3 separate regions of the Sus scrofa genome follow, and regions 1 and 2 are each linked to region 3. Evidence: chromatin contacts called from public targeted proximity ligation data. All regions are on one chromosome and are shown on one strand. The core of a region is the stretch at or near the end of the contact, and the rest is flanking DNA. Distances in the headings are between cores, read along the strand shown.

The links.
Region 1: a targeted proximity ligation map of alveolar macrophages shows a contact between it and region 3. A contact is called at or near these places in 1 of 5 promoter capture datasets (fetal liver) and 1 of 2 datasets of targeted methods (alveolar macrophages).
Region 2: a contact with region 3 is called in a targeted proximity ligation map of skeletal muscle, with 3 times the contacts expected there. A contact is called at or near these places in 2 of 2 datasets of targeted methods (alveolar macrophages and skeletal muscle).

Annotation. Positions count from the first base shown.
Region 1 is chr3:40,240,077-40,243,009 of Sscrofa11.1, reverse strand. MAPK8IP3 (C-Jun-amino-terminal kinase-interacting protein 3) reads left to right here and starts at 1,557. Exons shown (of 32, transcript XM_021086813.1): 1 at 1,557-2,214. The coding sequence starts at 1,897.
Region 2 is chr3:40,996,118-40,998,817 of Sscrofa11.1, reverse strand. GNG13 (guanine nucleotide-binding protein G(I)/G(S)/G(O) subunit gamma-13) reads right to left here and starts at 1,255. Exons shown (of 3, transcript XM_005662239.3): 1 at 1-1,255.
Region 3 is chr3:40,567,224-40,570,200 of Sscrofa11.1, reverse strand. UBE2I (ubiquitin conjugating enzyme E2 I) reads left to right here and starts at 1,260. Exons shown (of 7, transcript NM_001204369.1): 1 at 1,260-1,379.

The DNA of each region.
Region 1 (2,933 bases), core at 308-2,807, 330 kb after region 3:
GGTCCTTAAAGCTGAGCCCCGGCGATAACTCCTGCATGCTATTTGCTAAAGATGGTACCAAGCCCCTCTCCATCTCCACAACATTCCTCATAGGTTGGTAGTGATTTTAGGCTGTGTCAGAACCCAAGCAGTCTGAATGCGCGTCTGAAACCCCAGACCATTTCCTGGTGGGGGTGTGTGAGCATCACAGAGCAAGGGGAGAACTGAGGAAGTGTGAGGGCGTCACCTGCAGGGACGTTCACTGGTTCCAGCAGTCGGGTCAGGACCCGGCTGGTCTGGTTGAGCTCCCTTTGAAGCACCACACCAGGTGGAAGGCAGCTGCTAGGCTGTCACCAGTGGGCTCTTGATCAGGATTCATGCCATCTGTGTGGCTGCCAAGGCTGAAAGTGTCAGTCTTAGGTTCATGGTGTCCTCAGACCTCACTGAAAGGAAATGCAAATCAGGTGGCTAAAAGTGGGAGAAATAAGGGCCTATGGGAACTGGCAGAGTACAGGCGTTTTCGTCGTGGTGCAGCGCTAACGCATCCCACTAGGATCCACAAGGATGCAGGTTCAAACCCTGGCCTTGCTCAGTGGGTTAAGGATCCAGCGTTGCTGTGAGCAGTGGTGTAGGTTATAGATGCGGCTTGGATCTGGTGTGGCTGTAGCTGTGGTGTAGGGTGGTAGCTGTACCTCCAATTGGACCCCTGGCCTGGGAACCTCCGTATGCCGCGGGTGCTGCCCTAATCACAAACCAACAAAAAAATCTGGTAGAGTCTAAGGAAAATCAAATAGGACAAGTGGAAGTTAACATGTAACCACAGAAGAGTTCCTGCTGGGGCATCACAGGATTGGTGGAGTCAGGAGTGCTGGGACGCAGGTTCCATCCCTGGCCAGTGGGTTAAGGATTCGGTGTTGCCATAGCTGTGGCTTAGGTCTCGACTGCCTCTTGGATCTGATACCTGGCCCAGGAACTCCACATGCCATGGGGCGGCCAAAAATGAAGAAAAAAAAAAAAGTGAAATGGTAGATGGAGTCCTGTGGTGGCACAGCAGGTTGAGGATTGGGCACGGTCACTGCTGTGGTGCAGGTTTTATCCCTGACCTGGCGACTTCCACACGCTGAGGGTGTGGCCAAACAAAAATATATATCTATCGAAATGAACTCAGTGTGTGGGTTAGATGACGCATTGGTGAAATGAAACTGAAATCTGCATAAGTTACACAAAATCAAGACACCGAAGTGGAGTAAATGAGCGTTTGTTGCTGGATCTTAGGATGAGACTGGAACCCCAGAGGGGACAAGTGAAGGGCAGAGAGCTCTGAACACCTACCGTGTAGGCGTGCGTACTGCGGTGACGCTGCAAAGGCAAGTCAGAGGACAGCCAGGTCAGCATCCTGGACACCTCAGGAGGGAGGGGACAGGCGCCCAAAGATAATGGCCCTTCCCTCGGGGCGGGGGGAGGGGGCACGCGGATGCTCGCCCAAGTCCAGGCCGTACGGAAGCATTTGTGCACACTGCGCGGACGCGCGGCCCCTGGTAAAAATCTACGCCGTCAGCGTCGCGGGAGCTGACCGACAGCGGCTCTGACAAGCCTGCCGGAAGCGTTCCCTGCCCAGCTTCCGGCCGGAGACGGACTTCCTCCTACGTCAGGGCACCTGCGACCCCTAGCGGCGGGGCGCCGGCGGGACGGGCGGGCACCGCCCTCGCTGTCTGGAGGGCGGGACTTCCGGGCGGCGGGACTTCCGGCTGCTGAGTGACGGGCGCAGCATCAGCATCGGCGGCGGCAGCGGCTGAGCCCTGAGGCAACAGCGGCTGCGGCGGAGGCGACGGGCTGCGGCCTGCGGACTCACGGGCAGCCGGGGCGGGCGAACGCGCCGGCGGACAGCAGGCCGCGCTGGCGGCGGCGGTGGCCGCGATGATGGAGATCCAGATGGACGAGGGCGGCGGCGTGGTCGTGTACCAGGATGACTACTGCTCCGGCTCGGTGATGTCGGAGCGGGTGTCGGGCCTGGCGGGCTCCATCTACCGCGAGTTCGAGCGCCTCATCCACTGCTATGACGAGGAGGTGGTCAAAGAGCTTATGCCGCTCGTGGTCAACGTGCTCGAGAACCTGGACTCCGTGCTCAGCGAGAACCAGGAGCACGAGGTGGAGCTGGAGCTACTGCGCGAGGACAACGAACAGCTGCTCACCCAGTACGAGCGGGAGAAGGCTCTGCGCAAGCAGGCCGAAGAGGTGCGTGGGCCGGGCCGCGCGGGGGACCCTCGCCCCGCCCGTGGGCCCCGCCCTCAGCCCCCGCCCTGGCGGGGCCCGACTCCCGCCCCGCCCACCCAGCCAAGCCCCCCGGGGCACCCCCCCCGCCGGGCCCAGGGGCTGAGCCCTGGCTCCCCCTTCCTCCCGGCCCGCTGCTCCAGCCAGGAGCCCTGACCCCTAAACCACCTGGCGTCACGGGGGAGAGCTTGCAGCGCGAAGGGTCTCAGGCCCCAGTGTCCCATCCTTACCCACCTCTCATCCCAAACGCCAGGTCTTTTTGCTTTTGTGTGTGTGTTTCGCAAACGTTTCCTAGACTCCAGGTTGCTGCCGTTTTAAAGTCTCCGAGAAAAAGGAGGTTTCTGATCTTACGGTTCTGCAGCCAGAGGCTGTCCGTTGTCAGATCTGTGCCTTGTCTCTGGGCCGGTGTTTTGAAGGTCTGTGACCCGGGCGAGTTTAAGGATGGATATGAACACAGAACCAAAGCCTCGCTGGCACCTGGTGAAAGACCTCAAGTTTATGGAGGTGGTTTCTTTCCCCTGCGTTGCCCTCCCTTGGGGAGGTTGTTAGCTTCTGTGAAAAGGCTGAGAAATTGCACTGTGGCTTCCGAGGAGTTAAAAGGAGAATTTGGAAAGAGTGTATTCTGTCCTAGATATTCTATCTTCCTAAATTGGACGTCATGTCTTTGTGAGCCACTTAGAAGA
Region 2 (2,700 bases), core at 6-2,505, 430 kb before region 3:
AGGCGGACAGAGCCCAGGCAGGGGCCCCGCCTACTCCTGCCACCTGGGCCAAGCCCTGGCGCCGCCCCCAGCCTCTGCCCTCCCTCCTCGGGGCTGGGCTGACTCCTGGGATCTGGCTCTGCCAGGCACGCTCTGCCGGCCTCTGGGGATAGGAGATGCGGCTGGGGACAGTGCAGGTTCAGCTCCTGCCCTGGGCAGTGAGGTGTCCTCCGGCTGGGCTGGGTGGCCTCCTGGGCTGCCACGTGGTTCAGTACCAAAGACTCAGCTCTGAGGTCATACCCCAGCCCCCCATGCCCTTCATGGGCTGGAGTCACCTGGACAGGTGGGAGAGGCGGGGATGGGTCAAGATGCTGTGCCCTCCAGGGCCTCAGCAGTGTCCACTGACAGGTCCGGAGCTGGCCTGCCCATGGTGTGACACTGAGGTCCAGACTGGGGTCCTGGACCTATACGGAACTGCTTCCTGTTCTGGCCCCTGACCCCGATTCCCAGGCCAGGGGCTGGCAGACTGGGCAGCTGCAGAGGGTGGCAGGGCCCAGCTCACCAACCAGTCCCCGCGGAGGCTGGACCCCACAGCTTCCTAGGGCCCCTGGCCCAGGCCCCTGGCTCTGCTCCCACGTGGAAGGCAGGACCTGTTGGTGTGTTCCCTCCCCCTCGGGCTCCTGGGCTCACTGTTGTGCTTGCATAAAACAAGGTCAGCTGTGCCTCCCCGGGTCCCTTGCACGGCAGCGTGACGATGGATCAGGCGGTACTTCTGGAACTGGGGCATGTGGCGAAAACTAGGGATTATTTTTATTATGGATTTATGGGGGGAGGGGGTGCTTAGAGCCAAGGGTGTCAGTGTCCTCCTCAGGGCAGATGGCTGGCAGTGCCACTGGCTTCACTCTACCCCGCTTCCTGGCCCCTCGGGTACCCTGGGACTGGCTGTATCCTGTCACTTGGGCTGCCTGGGGCTCTCCTGTGGCTGCGATCCCTGCTCACATGGGGTGGGGGCTCAAGGCAGGGTGAGAACCCCCAGAACTGGCTCAGGTTTGGAGCAAAACCCAGGCCAGGTGGGCTGCGCCACCCAGCTACACCTCCTCTTGGAGGGTGTGGGCACAATGGGCACCCAGTCCTTGCCAACTGTCCCTCCCAAGAGCCCCCCTGGGAGAAGCCCTGGTGTGACCCAGGAGGCTGTAGCCCCATAGCCTGCTCTGGGGCTGGCTTTGCAGGCACTGCTCTTTCGTTTTTTTGTCTTTTTAGGGCTGCATCCGCGACATGTGGAGGTTCCCAGTCTAAGGGTCTCATTGGAGCTGTAGCCGCCAGCCTATGTCACAGCCACAGCAATGCGGGATCTGAGCCACGTCTGCTACCTACACCCACAGCTCACGGCAATGCCGGATCCTTAACCCGCTGAACGAGGCCAGGGATCAAACCCACATCCTCCTGGATGCCAGTCGGGTTCATTAACCCCTGAGCCACGACGGGAACTCCTGTGGGCACCGTTTGATTTCCTCATCGTGGAGCAGAGCTCCATCGAGACCACAGCTGAAAGCAACCTAAGAGGCCTTGGTGGTGATGCTTGAACACACCTGTGTCCTCATGGCGCCACCTACAGGTGGGCCCTGGGCCCGGGTGGGAGCTGTGGCCGGCAGAGCATCTTGGCCTCTGACTCAGCGGTGCTGTTTTCCGCCTGGGAGTGCCAGTCACACCCACTGCCCGATGGCCCCTTGGTGCTCAGAGCGGTCCCTGTGCTGACCCTGGCGGCCCCCTGTGACGGAGCCCACGGCTCCCTGCGGCGCTCGAGATGACACAGGCTGCTCTCAGGAGCCTGTGAAGCCCTCATCCTTGGTGAGTCCGGGGGCCCAGCTGACCCCTCTTTCTTACCTTCGTGGGAGGGTGGACTTTGAACCCCCGACTCTCCAGGGGTCCGGGTGGGTTTGGGACGAGCAAAGGCCCAGGGCTTCGCAGTGGAAGGAGGACACTCCAGAAGCAGTGAGACTTGTGCTCCGTCTGTCACCTCCTTGCAGTCACCCAGGGCAGGTCCAGGGAGACCAGCAGCCTTTCTGAAATTAGTGCCACTAACTGGGCTACTGGTGAGAACCAACAAGGCTCCTTGCTGGCCTAGAAATGGCAGCTCCCGGCTGCACACCTGCAGTCCTGACTGGGGCAGCAGCGCGGGCTGGGGTCAGGGGCAGGGAGACCCTGAGCTGGGGACCCCGTGTGCCGCTTTTAGGGCTCAGGAAGGATCAGAGGTGTGGGGCAGGTCTCTGAGGAGGATGGGGGTGCAGGAGGAGGGCATGTCTTGACCAGGTGGCACCTGCAGCCTGGTGCTGTCTGGATGTCACACTGCCCCATGGCCTTGCTGGGCAGGGGCTGGGGCCAGGGCCAGCCTCTCACCCAGTCCCTTCTCAGTGTGCAGGGAGTACTGGTGACCCAGCGCCACCCCCACTGCTGCCAGTTCTCCCTCAGGGTCCTCTGGAGGCCGGGGCTCTCCACGCATGGCGCCCCAGCAAGGGAGCACACAGCCCCGGCAGATCCAGCCTGATGTGCAGGTATGACGAGGCCCGTGTGAGACCACCTCCCCTTTGCAGCTTCTCTTCAGACCTTGGTGGGACAGATCCTACACATAGTCCTTCCAGGGCCACAGGCCTGGCCTCCGGTGAGGAAACTCAAAGACAAATGGCCTACACTGCAGGACCCAGGCCTGGTGGGGGACAGCAG
Region 3 (2,977 bases), core at 11-2,510:
CGGGGACTGGCCTCGGGGCCTTACCTTATTCCGGAGCTTTAACTAGTCTTGCTTGGGAGTTGGTCCGTCTCTCCACCGAGTCCGGTTGGGGTTCGGCCATTGGGAGGACTGGAGCACCGCCACGAAGGAGGACCCGAAATACCGTCGGGTGGAGCACCGCCTCGTTCGCCTCCGGAGCTCCCCAGCCTTCCTGCAGCTTCACCGCAGCCCCGGTGGCTCAAAGGGCCAGAACGGTTGGGGTCTCGCTGGGGCCTCCAGAAATGTTACAGCTCCACGTGCAGCACCGACCAGCGAGAAACCAAGCGACACTGGGAGAGGAGGAGAATTTAGCTCTCATACCCGGCCGGCCTGGGGAAGATTGCTCTCCAGAACCCAGGCCCCGAACAGGGGTGCTACAGGCTTTTACAGGCCAGTTCTTCTGGGTCCACGCTTGGAGGGGTGGACCGGAGTGGGAACTGGAGGAGCCGGCGGCAGGGAATGTTCCAGCTTTAGGTGTGGGTCTGTTAGTGGTCACATGATCATGGGGGGGCGCTGAGCAAGCGGGGCTTACAGAAGCAGAACTTGCAGTTGGAGAGGTTTTCCATTAGTAATGTCAGGTTTTCCCTTTCATTCCCCCAGGGCCAGCCCTGGGTTAGGGAGCGTCCGCTCTTCTCCTCCCATCGGTCGGGCAGCCACGCTACCTTTTGTACGGGGTCAGCTCATTGGGCAGATTCGGCAGACGCCCCGCCCTGAGCCCCGAACTGGCCAATTGCAAGGAGTTTCACGGCCTGCCGCGCGCGAGGGGTTGTCACCGTGCTGCGACGCTTCGGGGATCCCTAGGCCTCAATGATCTTTGCTCCCCGGCCCCGGGCCCTAGCCCCAAGGAGACCTCCAGGACCCGTGCCCGGGGAGGTGCCCGCGGGGCATCCGGGGGGCCCTTGGAGATCTCGGCCTCCTGGTTGCCCCGCCGCACGCCGGCGTGTCCTCGGATAGACGCGGGCCCCGCGAAGGGGAGTTTGCAGACGCTCCCTCACATAAGGGACGCGGCTCCTTTAAGGGCACAGGTGTCCAGGGCGCCGCCTGACTGGAAAGCCGCCCCCGGGGCTGGGCTCCCAGGCCTGGCCCGGGGCGCGGGCGCCCGGCGGCGGGGCACGGGCGGCGGGCGGCGCACAGCGACGTGGACGGCGCGGGGCGTGCGGCGGCAGCGGCGGGGCGCGGGGCAGGCGCGCGGCGGGCAGACTCCGCAGGCCCCGCCCCGCCCCGCCCGCGCCGGGGTCCTCGAGCGCTCGGGCTGCGCGCGGAGCGGGCTCGGGAGGGAAGTCCCGAGACAAAGGAGCGCCGCCGCCGCCGCCGCCGCCGCCGCCTCGTCCGCCTCACTCGCCGGGCCGCGGCCGCCCGAGGTGAGCGCGGCGAGACGGGCGGGCCGGGGACCGGGCCTTGTCGGGCTGGGGCCTCCGCCGCCGTCGGGCCCGGCCAGGCGGGCTCCCTCCACCCGCGGCCCGGCCGGGCCCGCTCCCGGGAACCGGCCTGCCCCGGTGTGTTGACGCCGCGGCGTGGGCCGGCCCGCTGGGCTCCGCGGCCCCAGACGGCGGGGGCGTCCACTCGGGCGCGCGCTCGGGGCGGGTCGCATCGCGGCCGGGCCGCAGACGGCGCCCGCCGCTCGGGCTGCGCTGACAGGAGCGCGAGCGGGCGCCGAGCCCTCCGCCGAGGCGGAGCGTTTCCGGGGTCACGGTCTGCGCGCGAACCTGTGGCGTGTGCCAGCCCTGGAGACGACGCATCGCACAAAGAGCGCAAAGCCTCGCGCTGCGGCAGCGCCGGCCCGTTTGGGGGTGGTGTGTGGTGTCTGTAAATCAAAACAAGTCCGAGTTCTTGCGCCTCCGGAGCCTCGGCCGCAGTTGGTGGGACCCTGGGCACCCGCGCTTCCTTTGACGGGGAATTTTCCTCCTGGGACTGCTTTGTACCAAGTGCACGGAGGCTGGAAGTGGTAGTTGAGCCAGGAGCAGGAAGGCCAGAGAATGATTAGCTGGGCTCGCGGTAACGGCCTGCACCTGCCTCTCAATCACAGAATTCACTGGTTTGGTTTGTGTGGTTTGAAAACAAGCTTAGTTCCTCGGGTTGCAAAGTTGTTGTTCTGTGTTTGCAGAGTTGGTGCCCTTTCCAGACCCCTAACCTCAAACGTTTCTTGCTACTAAGGAAAACTTTTTGGGTTGGAAGTCTTCCCACCAGAAGAGGGGAGTGGATCCCAAGTTTTCCCTGACTTGCTCATGGCCCGCCGGGTGGTTTAGGGGGTGAACTCTGCATCTTGTTGCGATAGTCTTGCTCGGGATTTGGGGCCTGGCTGCAGAAACGGGCAAGAACAGGGCGTGCACCTGGGCTGGAGAGTCTCCCGAGTGCAGGGTGCCTGCATCAGGTGAAGCAAATGCCTTCCCCCTGGGAAGCTGATGTTTGGGTGGGAAGGGCCCATCCTGGGCTGCTGATCCTTGCTCACTTTCACCCTGGGCCAACCCGTGAGTTCACAGTGCTGTGGCTTATCGCACAGCTGAGAAGGCTGAGGCTGGGAGAGAGAAGCATCTCGCCCGCATGTGCAGCCAGTTAGTGGCTCTGCAGGCTTTGCTGTCAAATCGCAGCGTGTGATCTAAGAAGAGGGGATTCAGGCACAGCTCACTCTGGAGGAAGGTGGCGTGGAGACTTCCAGAATCTGCCTGGACATCCCAGCTGCTGTCCTGCAGGCTAGCGGTTCGTGGGTATTTCATCCTTGCATCCTAACAATGTCCATCTCTGGAGTGTCTGCTAACATTCAGCTGCTTCGGGTGACTCTTGGTTGGGGAAGGCAGATTTAATTTTAAGTGGGATTCTGAAGGAGTAGCTCCCCTTGTCATTAAAATGTAACAAATTGGGTGCTTTCTCCCGGATAAGGGAAGGCCAGGCCTCTCTGCCTGGGCCTGTGGCTCTTCACCCTTTTGTTGCCTGGTCTGGTCCCCTGGCACCCCTGAGGAAG